Regions from separate parts of the Oryzias latipes genome. Here region 1 is linked to region 2. A link is a contact called in public Hi-C data. All regions are on one chromosome and are shown on one strand. Each heading gives the region's core, a stretch centred on a gene start, on an enhancer-like site or on the middle of the called end of the contact. The rest is flanking DNA. Distances are from core to core; before and after follow the strand shown. Region 1 holds the start of omg (oligodendrocyte-myelin glycoprotein). Region 2 holds the start of ngef (ephexin-1).

Region 1 (3,872 bases), core at 979-3,478, 190 kb after region 2:
GGGGATAAAGGTATCCCAATGGATTTGACCACTACATGTCTGCCCATGCTCATGTTGGGACACAGGAGCCAAATTCAAACCGCGTCCTCTGTGCTCTGAGGAAGCCGAGAATGGCCTTCCTTCCTTTTTTATTCTCATGATAAAGAGATGGTGGATGTTGTTTTACGAAAAAATTGAATTTGTCCCGCCCATTTCCCTTATTCCGCCCATAACTGGACCCTATAAGCCCAAACCCCTGACCACAGGTTGAATGACAGAGTCCAGGCCCACCAAGCATCTCTGCCTGATTCGTCCACTGAGCTCCAGAACCACAAACATCAGCAAACCCCAACAGCCACACAGCTTTGCCTGCAATCTGCAGCAAAACAAAGCAGTTTGCCAGAGAAAGAGTCGAATAACAGAAGAATCGTCATTTGAGGAGGTTTGCCCAGCTGCAGCTGCGCAGACGGCTGCAGTTCAGTCCTGCTGTTGGTGTCAATCCATTAGTGACCAGATGACGGGGTCAGGCCGTCTACACGGTTACAGAAGGATCTGGCTGGAAGGACTGCGTGTCCTTGGGAAAAGGACGTGTTTTCTTTTGATAACGACATTGTAGATGTCGTTTTCACGAGAATATAGGGAAATAAAAGAAGGTAGCCGTTCTTGGCTTTTGAGGTGCTCTTATCAGTTGGCCACATCAGAATTCCTGTCATACTGGAGTGTACTTCTGAAAATGCATTATTTCTCTTTGTTCAGATATCCTGAAATCTGTTACAGAGGTTATAGTACAAAACTGTATTCAAACCCTTTTCCTTCCTTTATTGGAGGCTTTTATTGAACTGAGAAACTGGTGAGACCTACTACAGCAGCCTGCTTGTATTCTTGCTTAGCTCCTTTTTTACAGATGCAGGTCTTATTCGTTTATACGGCCCCATCATTCAGTGTTTCAGGGCCAAGCGCTTGGCTCTAAAACTGTGCTCCTGTGCTCTTGCCCGGGACAGGTTATCGGGCGCATGTGTAAGATCATCGACAAGACCTGCCTGTCGCCAACGCCAACCCTGGAGCAGCACCTAATGTGGGACGACATCGCCATCCTTGCACGCTACATGCTCATGCTGTCCTTCAACAACTCTCTGGATGTGGCAGCACACCTGCCATACCTGTTCCACGTGGTGACCCTGCTCGTAGCCACAGGGCCGCTGTCCCTGAGGGCGTCCACTCACGGCCTAGTCATAAACATCATCCACTCCCTCTGCACGTGCTCACAGCTCAACTTCAGTGGTAAGGACTCAGCCAGGCAGCCTTTTACAGCTTGAAGTAATGCTCAATGGCCACGAAGTGCTCATTATGAGGAATTAACGTTGGACGGTTCAGGCTTCCACAGCATGCATTCATTCTAATAATGCACACTTCGTCAGCCATTAACCCTTGTGCTATTCTATGGGGTCCAGATGACCCGATGCTCACATTGACGTGTTATTCCTACCATGACATCCATGGACACCAGTGAAGATCACAATCATTGAAGAAAAAAGGTTCAGAGCACTGTCTAGTGGATCTAGATGACCCAACTCCCAATGTTAAAGTGCCTAGGATAGCACCAGGGTTACACCTACTTATACCATGATCACTTACAAAAGAGAAAAGTATTTAGCCAGTTTTTAGTCCTTTATTCTTGTTATTTATTTTTTTTGTTTGGATCTTTTTTTTCACAAAAAGTGGACTATTTGTTAGGGGGTGCGGCGTAGTGTCACGCTAACACTACAAGGCGCCGAATGAGCCGGCACGGACCTGGACTGCAGCAACAAAGCAACGCGATATCTATGCTGACGGTCACGATGGTTCAATAAAGCATCATTCAGAGAGAAAGTTCTTCTCTTACCACTTGTTTTTGTCCAGATGATGAAGATAAAGGTTGTTCTAAAGAAGCCGTAGCGGTGATACAGAACATTTAAGATATGTGACCAGAACTTCTTTTTTTAGACATGCGGTTATCACTGTGGATTATCACTTTTTAATGCACACCCAGCAGCCAATCAGAATCAAGTATTCACCCAGTCCGTGGAATGAGTCAGTTTAAGCTGAAGGACAAGCAGCACAGTCACAAAAGGGCATTGTGTCCAGGTCTGTGTTCAAATGCACAGACACACATTCAATAAAACTCAACAACACCACGTTCAGCAGGTCCTCATGTCCAAGTCTGTCCGTGCATCAAACACAATTCTTTGTTGGAGACTTTTCTGTCTGACGATGCTTTCTGCTCTTGTGATGGTCACAGAGGAGACGAAGCAGGTCCTGAGGCTCAGCCTGACCGAGTTCTCGCTGCCCAAGTTCTACCTGCTCTTTGGGATCAGCAAAGTCAAGTCGGCCGCCGTCATCGCCTTCCGCTCCAGCTACAGAGACCGCTCCTTTTCCCCGGGGTCCTACGAGAGAGAGACGTTTGCTCTGTCCTCACTGGAGACGGTCACCGAGGCCCTGTTGGAGATCATGGAGGTCTGTAACCCCTCCCTCATGTTGTGATGTCACTGGCGTGGGCGGTCATACCAGAGGTCAATGTGTCAGATTTGACGTGTTTTGTTGGTTTGAGAGCCGGAGACACAGCAGCTCTTCCAGGAATGAAGCATCAGAGAACAGCCGATTGTGACCCGTTTGTCCAAACGTCGACATTTCCTGGTCTCCTGTGTCCACTGCTCTGGTTTCTGATGTGTCCATGTCTTCCAGGCCTGTATGCGGGACATCCCTTCCTGCAAGTGGTTGGACCAGTGGACAGAGTTGGCTCAGAAGTACGAACCTCTCCCTCATCTTCTGTTTCTGCAGTGCATATGCCAAAGGTCTACAAATGTGTGTGTTTGGACGGCAGGTTTGCCTTCCAGTACAACCCGTCCCTGCAGCCCCGAGCGCTGGTGGTGTTTGGCTGCATCAGCAAGAGGGTGACCCACAGCCAGATCAAGCAGATCATCCGGATCCTGAGTAAAGCCAGCCCGCTGCTCAGCATAGACCGGGTGAGTCGCTTCTGTTCTCACCCATGACGCCATCCGTGACGCACACGCTCTGTGTGGTCTCGAACCAATGAGAGAGTAGCGCATCACATGATTCATTAACAGTCTGAAGCGACCCATATTCTCCTGCAATGTGATGTTTATTTTGCATAGGAGTTTGTTCCCAGACTAAACGAAGGCTTCCTCCATCTGCGCCACATCCATCCAAATATGAAAAAAACGTTTGGCAGGGCTCCAGACTGCGAGCAATTGGTCGCATTTTGCGACCAAAATTTGAGAGTGTGCGACTGAATTTTACATCCAGTCGCACATGTGCGACCAGTAAATTTGCCTCCCCCACCCTTCGTATTTTTTATACATTAAACGTGGAAGGGGCACGTCAATGATCAATGAAATAATCAATGAGACGCAAGCCACACGGACGCAGGCAGACACACACACTCGCGCACATACTCATGAAACGCGAGCACGTACACTCTCGCGTGATACCTGTGTGTGAGGCGGCCACTGCGTGTGAGAAGAATAGGGAAAGCCACTGTGAGTGGCTAAAATGCGTGGAGGGGGCGGGGCCTAGAGATAATCGAGCGCGCGTAAACATCTGTGGGAAGGAAACTGAGACAAATATCACAACCTGATATGTGCGTCTGAGCTATGGGTAAGCGAACTATTGATTCGTTCTTCCGACCTGCGGCTAGTGTACCAGTGCCAGAGTGTACAGCAGGGGTCTCAAACTCGCGGCCGGCGGGCTATTTGCTGCCCCCAAGATGATATTTTGCGGTCCCCGCCTTAATATGAAGGTTTAATGTAACTGCAACCCGCCAGTTTGTATGAATGACACTTTTTCATTGTCGTGCACGGAGCTGACCAACTAATCACAGTGGGGTAAATGACTCT
Region 2 (4,126 bases), core at 1,296-3,795:
TCAAATCCATTCTCAGTTAAACATGCATGTAACATCGTTGTTACATGCATTGTTTTAAACCATAAAGAGATTTTTGCGACATACACACTAGTTTTTCACCACTCTCTGATTTTTTCTCGTAACCCTTTGGTTGTTCCATATATATTTCTCAGTCTGTGGGTGCGTGTAAATAGGCTGTTTTGACATCCATCTGATGCCGAATGAGTTTTCTTGTGCTGCTTTCTGCATAAGTACTCTAACACTCGTCATGTCTGCTGTGAGTGACAACGTCTGCATGTTTCACATGCATTTTCATCACATAGTCAGATTCTGTTCTGCTCGGTTCTCCCACCTGATGAGTTTTTGTTTGTTTTGTTCCTCAGAGCCCAGAGAAAATGCCTCTTTACCTTCTGTTCTTGTATTTTTAGCTTTGTTTTATTATGTCAGTAACTTTAGATCTTTAGAAAGATTAACATTTTTATCTTCTATTGTTTTGTTGCAAATTCTGTCTGAAAAAGATGACATTTAAGTAATTATTCTTCATTTATCATTAAATTAACATTTATTCTCCTCCCTGTTCATGTTCAAACATTTCTTTCTTTTTTTTTAAGACAATCCTTTGACCTGTTTCCTCCACAGGATGAAGCCCCTGTGTGACGTTTGTCATGTCTGACCTGACCCATGGATCACTTATCAGACAGCTCTGGTTCTGAGCAAGCAAACTCCATAAAAACCTGATCCTGTCAGGTTATAAATCTGATATCTTGCAGGACTCTGACCTTTGAGCGCTGATAAGATAAGAAATCTGATGACATAAATAATTTCGGTTTCTCAGCATTGATGTCGATCTGTTTCTGTGAGATGAAAAGGTCTGTTCAGTCCGCAGATCTGGTCTCTGTGCCTCTGATCTTACAGGGTTATTTTTCAGCTCTAACAAAGTTGCTGCAGTGTCTTCATTAATGGGGTGTGCGCAGTTGCACAGTGGTTGGCGCTCTCATCGCATAGTGAGAAGGCCCTGTCTTAAATTCTGTCTGGGACCTTTCATTGAGGAAATGCATTTTCTTCCCATGCATGTGTGGGTTTTTCCCGGCACTCCAGCTTCCTCCCACAGTCCAAAACATTCTTCATGGGTTAATTGATTACTCTAAAGTAGGGGTCACCAACCCTGTTCCTTCTGGGCTACTGCCCAGCTTGCTCAGCAGCAAACCCTGCTTCAGTAATTGCTGCTCAGCTGGATCAGGGTGTTCAGTCAATCAGAAACTGGGCTGATTCAATCCAGCTAATCAGCATCTACTGAAGCAGGGTTGGCTGCAAAACAAGCAGGGCGGCAGCCCACGAGGACCGGGGTTGGCAACCCCTGCCCTAAAGTGTGCATGTGGGAGTCATTGTTTTTCCTGCTACAGCCTGGCAATCTGTCCAGGGTGTGCCCCGCCTTCGCCCAACAGTAGTTAGGACAGGCTCTGGCAACCCCCCAAAGGGATGTACTGCGTTAAGAAAACGGATGGATGCATCTGATTGTGTCTTAACTTCTGTGTGTTCAAAGCTTCTGTGTGTTTCTTTTTTGCAAATGCCTTTACTGCAGACACAAACAGTGAAAGAAGCCAAAAATGCCAACAGAGGATCTCTGCTGTTCCATCAGCAGCAGCAATCAGCACCTCTCAACCGCTGGAAAACGATCCCACCAACAAGAAAACTCACAGATTTCTGTATTCTTCCAGTTTTTTTCTCAGAGGGTTTAATGGGTCTCGTATCATGAGAATCATGGTAAATCAAGCAAATGTGAGCTGACACGGGTGTCCCTTTGCCTGTAGACGTTAACGATGATCCATGTTTACAAGTTCCACTCACGCTGAGCTGGATTTAAAAACGGGATATCAGAAAATCATTACAGAACTTTGTCTTCAGTGTCAAACACAAAAAAGTTTGCAGGTGGGGTTGTTGCTGGAAGAAAAAAAAAAGTAAATCTGATTTCACATCTTCATAAACAACATTAAGGACTCTTTTTGTCCCAGAAGTCCAGGAATCAAAGGTTTTTTCATTAAAGTTTTCATCAGATTTCTTTTCCACAACAATTTGCCAAAAATGAACTCGAATCTATTCATTCTAAAGACTGTGATAAGCCCTCTGTGCTTGGAACAGTAGAGTCCTCTCCTTGAGGGAAGTGAGGCTGGGCAGGGTCACCGCTTGTCACAAACATGCAGCAGAGTTACAAGCTTCATCTCCTGTGCAAAGGTCACGCTTCATCACATTCTGGCAGAAGCAGAACAAAAGCTACAAATGCTTTGCAATTACTGCATTTCAATTCTCTAAAGGCCCTGTCTCCTCATTTGTGAGCAGTGATGAGTTAGTGTCTGACCAAAACTCAACTAAATGACAAAAAGTCAAAGTGCTTTTGTGGTAGTGAGTGGAGCTGCATGTCTCAGCTTCAGCGCTGTGGGATAATGTGAACTTTAAACTCTTGCGGTCAGCTGACTCCAGATCAAACTGCAGCAGGGGCCCTGACTGAGCTGCTCTGTAAACACTGCACTCATGACAGTGGGATTCAGCCCAGGGCACAAACGGCAGGTTCAGGGATGAGAGGCAGACATGGATGTGAGCGGATGCTTTCTGAAACAGGTGGCTTTTCCGGTTCCACGACAGCTGCACTGTCAGGGCCCAACCAGCTCAGGAATGTTGCAGTGTGACTGGGTGTGTTGAGAGAAACCCGGAGAGGAGGGACAAAGATACGCAGTCATAAATCCAGTGATTACAGTTCAGCCACCGACAGTGCCCACAGTCCTGCCTTTTACAGCGCTCATCGATCCTGACGTCTGGCTGACCTCAGCTTTTGGACCTGCTTTCGTCCACAACTTTCCGTTCCAAAACATGGATTTGCTCCTGGATTACGGATAGTTAGGACAACAATCTCTGTATCAGCTTCCTCCAGATCAAGTCAATATTTCCAAAGTGAAACGGGGACAGGAGTCTTGTCATGTCTGTGATAGCTTTATTCCGGAGCAAGTGGGGACAGAAAGCACAGGAAGCCCCGAACAAGCAGCGGGTGACAGAGGTGGTCCAGAACAGTCGCAATGTAGATGATGAAGATGAAGACTCTGCTACCGGATTCAGCCGAGAGCCCATCCGCAGGAACTCGCGCTTCTACCGCTCCATGAGGAAGAAGAAGACGGCAGGCAACACCGAGCAGACTGACAGTAAGACTGTGCTGTTTGGTTTCAGCTGAGCCACATCAGCGCTGCTGTTTCATACTGATACTTCCAAAGGAAACTGCCATCAGACTGGTTGGTCAGGGAGAAACTGATTATGGAAGTGAGTGTGAGATTGCAGGGCATCACATGACTGTCAGCGGGGCTCACACACTCTGAGTGCTGTGTTCCCCCAGTCTCAGTGAATGCAACACAGCTTAGACTTTGGTCAGAATCAAGGCGTCAATACTTTAATACTTAACTAATCAAACATGACAAACATTAAATTACAGCCATTAAGACACTAAGAATGATAACCAGTTTCACTAATGAATCCCTTTTCATTTTATATTATAAAAAAACATCAAAGCACTTCTGTATATTGTTAAAAATAAAAGCTTTGATAAAGAATAATAAAATCAGAAATATCTTTATTGTCATTGTTGTACAATGAAGATTGTGATACCATAAAAAATGGCGTCGTTCTCCACGTGTTTTAAAGAATATATACTATTAAGGATTGAAATAATCTAAAATGTAAATGTAAACTATAAAAAAGAGCAAAAATATGTAAATTAAAAAACATGCATTGCACATGCATTCTATACATTGGACTTCCTTAACCAAACATTTCACAAGTATGGTAATCACACAGATGTCACAGTGTTTTTTTCTGTTTTCAATAGTCTGTATTTTGTTCAGCCGGTTGACTGTTTTAGGGGAAAAACACTGTTCTTTAGTCTGTTGGTGCAGGCCTTGTGAGATCTGAGGGAAGCAGCTGAAGCAGACGGTGGTTGGGATGGAGGGAGTCTTTGATGATGTTTTTGGCCCTACTAAGATGCTGGGGGCTGGTGATGTCCTCTAGGTGGGCAGGGTGGTGCCGGTGTTCTTCTGGGCCCAGTCAGTCACCTTGCGTACCTCGCTGGAATGAATAAAAGGATGGAAGGAGAGGGGCAGTCGTTGCT

Evidence for each region. Hi-C and Micro-C count contacts between places; a contact is called where the count stands out from the background.
Region 1: a Hi-C map of gastrula embryo shows a contact between it and region 2, with 2.5 times the contacts expected there. The contact joins the promoter of omg here to the promoter of ngef in region 2. A contact is called at or near these places in 2 of 5 Hi-C or Micro-C datasets (embryo and gastrula embryo).

Annotation. Positions count from the first base shown.
Region 1 is chr13:30,744,668-30,748,539 of ASM223467v1, forward strand. It overlaps omg (oligodendrocyte-myelin glycoprotein), which reads right to left and starts at 2,229. Exons shown (of 7, transcript XM_023961966.1): 1 at 1,862-2,229. nf1 (neurofibromin) reads left to right here. Exons shown (of 58, transcript XM_023961964.1): 41 at 981-1,260; 42 at 2,258-2,472; 43 at 2,701-2,762; 44 at 2,840-2,981.
Region 2 is chr13:30,554,024-30,558,149 of ASM223467v1, forward strand. It overlaps ngef (ephexin-1), which reads left to right and starts at 2,546. Exons shown (of 15, transcript XM_023961609.1): 1 at 2,546-3,170. The coding sequence starts at 2,951.